Regions from separate parts of the Mus musculus genome. Here region 2 is linked to region 1. A link is a contact called in public Hi-C data. All regions are on one chromosome and are shown on one strand. The core of a region is the stretch at or near the end of the contact, and the rest is flanking DNA. Distances in the headings are between cores, read along the strand shown.

Region 1 (4,228 bases), core at 372-2,871:
TACCATGATGGACATGGTACGTTTTTTGGTTTTGGTTTTGTTTTTCAATGAGGAATTTAAATGACAAGCATGATGTCATCAACACTTCAGGGTGCTGTAATTGTGACAGCATTGCACATGACAATTGTAGGAAGCTGTTCAGGGTGGTGTGAGCTGCCTGTCCAGTCTGACCCCTCCCACACAGTTGTAGGAGAGCTTAGGAAGTCTCCCTGGAGGGGCAGCTGCCACTCTGTCCTGGAGACTGCCCTGTGTCCCCCACCCCCACCTCTCTTCTCTTTGCCCTGTAGAACCTCCTCCACAACCTCTACTGCTTCTATGCCTTGGAGCCAAGATCTGCCAGCTTATATTGGGCAGCAGGTGTCCTGTTGTCCCTCAGGGGTCTCCAGCTTCTGGACCAGGCTGTTGTGGGGATGCAATCCTGCAGCAGCAACCCCTTTGGGACTGGATCCTGAGTCCCCAGGGCTGCACATCCTCACTCTCTTCTTCATCTTCCACAGACCCCACCCTGGGGCAGGTGACTCAATCTGTCACCCCATCTTATTATGTGCCCCTTGAAGGTAAGGAGAGGGACATCCTGAGCTTTGCATCCTCAGAACCTGGTCCTGATCCAGAGAAGGCCCATCGTGGCATTCCATGAACAAGAATAGAAATAACGACAGCCCAGTTTACAGAACACCAGCTGTGTCGCGTGTCACATGATGATGTTAACTTTATGTTACCATCTCAGTAAAATTTCCCCATAGTATCAAGCATAAACGCACACACCAACCCTGTCACACCAACCCCGTCGTATCAACGGGGATGTTGACTAAGAGATCTCAAGTGTCAAGGAGCTACAGCATGTGACAGAACTGATACTTGTATAAAGGGGGCCGCCACACTACCTTCTCCAGAAACCACAGGGGATACACGTGGTGACCCCTTTTCCAACTCCACAGTAAGACAATCAAGGTGAGCATGCAGGCCCACTTTGCTGTTTCCTGATAGCTCTGCTGCAGGGGCACAGGCCCTGGCTTCCCAAGACTGCAAGCAGCCTTCCCTATTCAGACTTGCCAGGCAGTGCCCTGGCCCTGGGGTGGTTAGTCAGGTCTCCACCCCACCCCCACACTGTACAGGATTATGCTGCAGCCACCTTGCTCTGGGCCCAGCTGCCTAGCTTGTGTGCAAATTTGTGCTGATTTAATTAGCTTGTTTAGTCACCATTGCTGGTGGAAGCAGGAAGTAGCTACCAAATGACATTCTGCTCCCTGTGACTCTGTAATCGCTTTTGCAAGGGACATTATGTTAATATCGCACACAAGCAGGGAGGACGAGGCTGCCAGGCCCAGCCATATGTGCATCACAACCCCCCTGCTTTGTGATCCGGGTCATTGAGATCCTCAGCCTCTGCAAGCTGCAGCTGATGGGCAGAGGCCCTCTGGCAGCTGACCTGTCTGTCATTGGAACCTTATATCAGGGATGATAACAGTGGCATGGAGATTCATGCTAGAGTCTTGATACTTCTGAGACAGGAAAACCTTTGTCACTTGCTTAAGAAAATCAGCATCCTTGCCACAGTCTAAGTTCTGTTACTAGGCAATACCAGGGCACCAGCCTCAAGGGTGAGGCCTTTCTGTGTAAGCCTTCCAATCACCTGCTGCTCCTTGTTTAAAAGCTGTGGGAACTGAGGCTCCAGAGTGCAACCAGGGTGCTTAGGGCCACTCCCAAGACAGGAAGATCCCAGGTCTGGGACCCCTGTGGACCCAGCACTACAGCTGGAAAGCAGTTAGGGAGGGTATTATCATCCTCAGCCATCTCCCCAACACCGCAGCACCAAGCAAATCCAATCAATGTTGGCCCTTGGAGGTCTCCTTTAAATCAGGTTGCTAGGCCCTTCCCCAGAGCACCTGAGCGAGTGGGTCCATAGTAGGATCTGAGAGTTGGCATTTCCAATCAGTTCCCAAGCCAGGTGGTTGGTCCTAGAGGGCACCTTTGGGGAGCACCGACCCAGGTGGCCCTCATTCTCTGTCTCTTGGAGGCCCAAGATGGGCAATGGATGATTGCTACCCCAATCTACAGATGAGGCTCAGGCCAATTTATGTTTCTAAGAACTCCCAGCTGCCTAGCCTTGAAGAAGCCTCTGTCCCCAGCAGAAAGGTCACAAAGCGGAGAAGTCTGATCCAAGAGGCTGTGTGTCATAGGCCAGCTTACTTTCTGAGGTCTGGTTTGGGTCTCACTTGACAGTTGCTTCATGCTTCCTTGCAGGGCCACCAACTGAGCCCTAAACTCTGAGGGTTTGGATAGAGTGTACCACTGGGTGGGGCTCCTCTGCACAGGGTGATACGCGCACTCTGTGAGGAAGACGGAAACAATTGATCACCGATACTTCTCTTCCTTACTTGGCAGTTAAGGTCTACCAGGCTGGCCGGACTGACCCCTGTTTAACCTCTCTCTCTCTCTACATGTCCACCAGGTGTCCAGAAGAGGTAATTTCCAGGGTGTTTGCTCAGGCTGGGCCCAGGATACACTGTTCTCCCCATGTCTGTCAGTCTTCTTCCAAGAGGCCCCGCTAAAGCCACCCTGCTGAGACATGGGCAGGGCAGGCAGGTGAAACCCTTGTCCCCTGCTCACACTTTCAACAGCTTCCTTTCCTTGACCCTCTGAACAGACAGCCAATCATCCTTTAGGCTTGTGGAGATGGTGCAGGGTCCCAGTGACTTGTGTGCCTACCCCTGAGATGCAACCATTTTCTTCTTTCTCTTTCACCTCCTTCTCTCTCTGCCACAGACTGAAATCCTGAGCCCAAAGCAATCTTTCCCTCTAAATTATCTCAGGAATTATACTTGTTTGCTTTCTGTTACTTTGTCTCCCCCAAAAGCATGTTGGGGGAAGAAAGGATTTATTTTGTTTATACTTAGACATCATAGTCCATTATTGAGGGAACCCAAGGCAAGAACTCAAGCATAGAGGAAGGCTGCTCATTGGCTTTCTCTCTCTGCCTTGCTCCTCTACTTTTCTTATACTGTCCATGCCCATCTTCCTAGGGATGGCACTGCCCACAGTGGGCTGAGTCCTCCTATATCAGATAATAGCCATGAAAATGCCTCACAGAGATGCTTTCAAGCCAATCTGATGGAGGCACTTCCTCAATTGAGGTTCCCTTTTCCCAGGGGACTCCAGTTTGTGTCAAGCTGACAAAAATAACCAGTCCAGGCATTTTATCACATGGAGTGCTGACTAACAATGACTGACCAGCTGACTGGCTCATGAACAGGTTCTGGTCTCCTGATGAAGGCCACTGGCATTCCCTCTGACCTCTCTATACTAAGCTGTGTGTGTGCATGCAGATGTGTGTGTGTGTGTGTGTGTGTGTGTGTGTGTGTGTGTGTGTGTGTGTGTAGGTGGACACAGATTTGCTCCTGTTGCTGTATTGCCCATGATTTTGGCCTGCACCTCCCTCTCAGTATGCCTTGGTGGGTTTTATAGGTAGTAAGAATCACTCTGTTTTGTTCATGGAGAGACACTGAGCTCCAGGGTTTCCCAAACTTCTCCAGCCTGAGAACTATTTGGCTAAACCTGAAAACTTCTGTATTCTGCGGAAGGCTCCAGTTTTCCACGCCCAGATAACAAGCTGTCAACACTGTCAGCAGCCAAGGACACTGCATCTGGCTTTGCCACAATTTGCTTTATGAAGCAAGAGGGGTATCTTTGTCAAACAAAAATATAATTCTTATTCATATGCCAGCTCAATTGTTCCCAAGGTTACCCATTCCTGCCTTGTTGACTTTCCTGTCAGCCACACCCTTCTGAAGAGTGACCCATAGTCATGGTGCTGGGAGAGGCAGTGCTGGGCAGGACAAACACTCATCAGAAAATGGGCCCTCCCTTCCCTGCAGAGATGACCCCCACTTGCAGGTTCTATGCCTATGGCCAAGTGATGGTTAGCTTCACGTTACACCTCTGTGGGCGCCCCTCCCAGGGTCTGCTGAGGCCCTCATACAGCCTCTCACAGTTGGACCCTTGCAATTTCATGTTTTCTGTGTGATAGATTTTAAAACTCACATCAATTTTAGGTTTAGAGAAAAGCTTTAGAGAAAAATGCAGAGAACTCCCAACATGAGATGCAGTTTACCTTAGGATGGGGCTCTGTCAATGAACTCGTGACAAATGACAGGCAAGAAGCAAGGGAGGGAGGGAGGGTTTATTTTGGTTCACACTTCAAAGATGTGGACTGAGATGCACTTTCTCT
Region 2 (4,633 bases), core at 1,166-3,665, 120 kb after region 1:
AGATAATCTAGACATGTACACAGGCACAAATATGTGGTTATATGTAGGTACTGCATTGTTTTATGTAAGGGACTGGAGCATGTGCAGACCTTGGTACGGGGGAGGGCTCTCCCAAATAAACTAAGGAATATCACATGCTTTATTTGTGCATATGAAACGAACACAAACAAATCCATGAAGACGAGCTGATTGTGAGGGACATAAGGGACTAGCAATCCTCTTGGGCTATCTCTTGCGTGGCCCATCAAGAGCATGGCCATTTTCAGACCCAACTCACTTTGAGTGGGTTAAGAGACTCTCATATGATATGTAAGGGACAGAAGGCAATGTCAGGCATGCCTTAGTTCCCTTTCTTCACAATACAAGAATCAGACTATTATCTCTGGGACCCCAAACTTACGCTTTGCCTGGAAATTTTCAGTTTCAAAGTAACAATAGCTTTCCTGGGTACCAATGTTCCTGAGACTTCCCCTCGGGAATTGTACCCAGACCCTTGCAGCCTGTGCGCTCTGTCTTCCTGTGCCTTGGGAGACTGCGACTTCCCCTGTAGGTCCTGGTGAAGAAAACAGGATTGAGAACTCTGATGAAATGAGGATGGCTGGGATATTTACACCCCCATCTTCTCACGTACAAGTCCACAATGTGTGGTGTGGGTCCCTCTGACAAAAGCCCTACTTCCTGCCAGGTGGCTGCCTCCAGGGTGCTCTCTATCCCTGGACCCAAAGGCCCAGGGGAGATGACCAGCCCCAGGGAATTGTACCCTGTCTCATGGGTCTCCCCTCACCTTTGGTCCACGTGAACTCTGTCCCCACGTGTGTGACAGGCGCACAGTTCCCATGGTCCATGTAAACTCTATCCCCACATACTTCTGAAGTTCTTGGTCTGAGAACAGACCTCTTCTTTATTAAACTCTCCTCACATTTTGTTTAATTTGAATGGTGCCATCTGTTTCCTCCAGGCCACTGACGGACACCTCTAGGTATCTGGCCTAGAGGCTGCTATGCCTTGTGCATATATTTTTGCTGGACTGGTGGAAAATAAGCCTGGAAATTTGGCCATTCAAATCTTCACACATCCTGTGTGCTGGTCAGCTGGGGCTGACAATTGGAGTTGTTTTTCTTCCCACCTCTTAGGAAAAGCTCTCAGGTCTGTTCTCAGACCAAGAACTTCAGAGGTATGTGGGGATAGAGTTCACATGGACCATGACCTGTCACTCATGGTGTTTCACAGGACTCCATAGCATCATACCCGCTAAGCTCCCAGGGGAACAGCCAGCACTCACTAAGGAGTTTGGATCCTTTCTTCTTCCATAGTTGCCTGGTTTCATTTCCCAAGGACTCCATGGATGCTGCTCTAAATAGCTGTTAGGCTCTGTAGCCTCTTTTTTTGTTTATACTTCAGCAATGTGTAGAAATGTCATTCTTATTTTTTAAAAATCTCCTACTCGTGCCAAGCACCTCAAACCATAGAGAAGACAGTGGTCATTGGCATGGTAAGGAGTCTAATTATCCACTTACTAACTTTTGGGTTGAGCCAGTTTCTTAACCTACCTATTAATGCCTCTATTTCCTTGTGTGTAAAATTGCATATATTACCTATCCTTAGATTTGCTAAGAAGAATCAATGGGTAAGATTTGAGAGGCGCCGATGCATATGGGTGAGTATACCCATTGTTCCAGTTCATCCCTATGACAGTCCTGGAAACATAGGAGACTGCCACAACTTTGCAACTTTCTGATGAAGCTTGGTTCCTACAGGCTGTTACTGAGGAGATGTTATGTGACCAAACTCAAGCATCAGAGTGTAAACTATATATTAGCAATGGCTGCTGGGTATTAGGTCATTACCATGTACCAGGAACCACGATAAGCACTTCATATGCAGTGTCCTGATTTCAGGTCAAAATGATTCCACAGAGAACCTGAGAACCCAAGGGTTAAGTTTCGTGCATAGGACCATGCAGAGAAAGGGCCTCCAGTGGAACTGCAGCCTAGTCTCTTGACCCAGGCTACCATGCTTTTAACTACCAGGAAAAGACAGAACCCACCAGGCCCCTCCACTTCAGGGATCCTCGGAAGTTGTCTCTGTAGTATAAACTACCATAAACCAGGTTGGCTTTCTGCTGTGACAGTGAGAAGCACAGCTTAGTGCTGAGGCTGGCAAGTGCAGCATCTGATGTAATCTGCTCTAGTATGGAATGTGCAATGGCTCACATTAAAACGAAAGATGGAGAAATAGCAGGAGCACAGGGATGTCTAGAGCTTTACCAGCTGAAAAGTGACAGTTGACACCAGCAAAGCTGATCACAACAGCCACCAAATGGAGACATGAGAGAGCCCTAACTATCCAGGCCATGGTGTCCCCAGCCTGCAGAGCAAGGAAGATGGGTGCTCTGACAAGGGCCATTCAGGCTCCCATGGCTAGACCCAGCTGTACAAGCAGCATCCCTGCCTTAGAGGAGCCCACCCAGAGAACAGCAGTTGTAGTACAGTCACCCTTTCAGTGTTCTGTTACTCCTGGCTCTGTCTGAGCTTGTAGCATGAAGCAGAACAGGGAGAGTCCGCATTTCCCCTTTAAGAAGGTTCAGTCACTATCCTAGCTTTCTTCCTGCTGCTGTGACAAGCCAGAGCAACTCAGCAGGAGGAAGGATTTATGTGGCTTCCACATCTAGGTCACAGTCTGTCACTGAAGGCAGACAGGGCAGGGACATGAGGCAAAAATGATAGAAGAATATTGCTTGCTGCCTCATTCACCAGCTCAGGCTTAGCTAGACTTCTAAGACATCGCAGAATCACTTGCCCAGGAAATGGCATCTTCCACAGTGACCTGGGTCAGTCTACAGCCATTACCTATTAAGACAATTTTTCACAGACAAACCCAAAGACCAACACGATCAAGAAAACTGCTTGTCTGAAAGTCCTTTCTAAGGCGATTCTAGGCTGTCAAGTTGGCATTTAGTGCTAACCAGGACACTCCGGTGGAGAAGGCGAAAAGTATTTGGAAAAGATGTGGTTTAGTCAGTTACAACACGAATATGGAGCAACTGTGGGTCAAACGTAATATGAAAGAGACCAAGATGAGGATAAAAATATAGGGCACCCGGGACAGAACACCGATGGGACCTTGAAAAAAGCAGTACCATGATAGCGGGGCTGGACTTTTGTTAAAACTAGCTCAACTGTGTATTGAAGCCTTCTGGTCCAAGGGACTTCCAAGACAGGCAGGGCAGTCTGGATTCCTCATCTGGCTCCTCCCCCGGAACTGGCTTTTAGCCAGGGCCACATGACTCTTCCCCTGGGAATGACAATTGGATTAGCAATAGAGATCAGCTGACCATTCATAATCTCACTGGAAGTGATACCTCCAACAGAACTGGGACTTCTCTTCTTCCTCTTTGTTCCCCTTTAAAATCTACACTACTATAGCCCAAGTGCCCCAAGTAAAGCTTAACACTCGCAGGTGCTCTTTCTGCATGTTTCAGGCCAAAGCGCTCTCTAAAGAGAGAGCTGAGGTTCCTTTAACCCAGGAGTCCATGGGTGCCCGTGCTGTGTAAAACAGATGGAAACCGTCTGAGGGACAAGGAGGAGAAGAAGGAGAAGGATGGAGGTCACGACAGGCTTCTAAAACACCTTTCAATACTCTTTTCTCCTTAAGCTAGCGTTCAGGTGTCTCGATATTTAAAACCACATAGCAATGCCCCACTGAAATGCCTTTCTCAAAGGAACTGAAGAGAATTCTGTGAACTCTAAGTGTTTTTAGCTGAGTGCACTTGGGGGCCCTAGGGACAACTTCAGTGTTTTTCCCCAGATACCTTGTCTGACCTGCCTCACAAGACAGGCACAGGAAGGTAGCAAGGATGCCAGCTCCAGAGTCTAACAGCCTGCTTCCAATCTTGGTTCATCTCAGACACCCTGCAGCTAGAGACAGCTAATGCAACTGTGTTGAGTTTCAAATCCTTCCTAACAAATGGAGGCTGAAGCTGCACCCATTCTGCAAGTGATCTTGGGAAAAGAAAAACACTGTGGACATGCTGGTACTGGATACTGTATGAAGACACCGAACAAGCAGGGCTTCTCCTTTCTCCCACCTTTCTTTGAAGGTGCTCACGGTGTACCACATGTCTCTTGCTCCTGAATGATTGTTTTACAGACAGATCCATGCACTCTGTGATCTCTAGTAATGACAATAATAAGAGGCCTGTGGCCTCTCTAAGTCAGAGACACTGCCTAGTTCATTGTGTAATTCTTCCTTCTTCTTCTTCCCGCTTGGGCTGCTGCCAGCCAGAACCTGTGGAGCTGGCATTTCTGCTCTTCCACTAGCTCGGGGACTTAGTTTCTCATCCCTCCAGGAATCATGTGGGGGTAAGGAAGGAAGTAAAGGGGGTGGAAAAACTCTTAATTGGTTGGTACTGTCAAAGGTTGGCTTTGTCCTCTCAGAGGCTGGCAGGTGCTTTCAATTAACATTCTCCTTCCCAGATGAGCTGTACAGTTTCTGGAGGCAGCCTTCCCTGGGCACCTGTGATACTAGCTCTGTTAATGTGGGCAGGTTTCTCATTTGGCTAGCCCTTCTCATTTCCCAACATGGCCTCTCCATTCAGGTATTTCCTCCTAGACAAGGTAAGTTCCTCCTAGAT

Evidence for each region. Hi-C and Micro-C count contacts between places; a contact is called where the count stands out from the background.
Region 2: a contact with region 1 is called in a Hi-C map of bone marrow-derived macrophages, with 39 read pairs. The contact joins two enhancer-like sites. A contact is called at or near these places in 5 of 39 promoter capture datasets (3T3-L1-derived adipocytes, the HPC-7 cell line, hippocampal neurons and 1 more), 5 of 484 Hi-C or Micro-C datasets (LSK cells, bone marrow-derived macrophages, granulocyte-monocyte progenitors and 2 more), 8 of 115 datasets of contacts at active chromatin or transcription factors (astrocytes, bone marrow-derived macrophages, embryonic basal ganglia and 4 more) and 3 of 9 other capture datasets (bone marrow-derived macrophages, embryonic stem cells and macrophages).

Annotation. Positions count from the first base shown.
Region 1 is chr11:31,733,095-31,737,322 of GRCm38.p6, forward strand. No RefSeq gene overlaps it. Among named protein-coding and RNA genes, the nearest start is that of Gm35131, 8.1 kb to the left of the region's middle. Within about 2 kb of position 1,622, at least 72 of the 459 cell types and tissues checked have an H3K27ac peak or open chromatin away from gene starts, as enhancers often do. A contact at or near this core is called in bone marrow-derived macrophages and macrophages, where this site is marked.
Region 2 is chr11:31,847,941-31,852,573 of GRCm38.p6, forward strand. No RefSeq gene overlaps it. Among named protein-coding and RNA genes, the nearest start is that of Gm39675, 13 kb to the left of the region's middle. Within about 2 kb of position 2,416, at least 36 of the 459 cell types and tissues checked have an H3K27ac peak or open chromatin away from gene starts, as enhancers often do. A contact at or near this core is called in bone marrow-derived macrophages and macrophages, where this site is marked.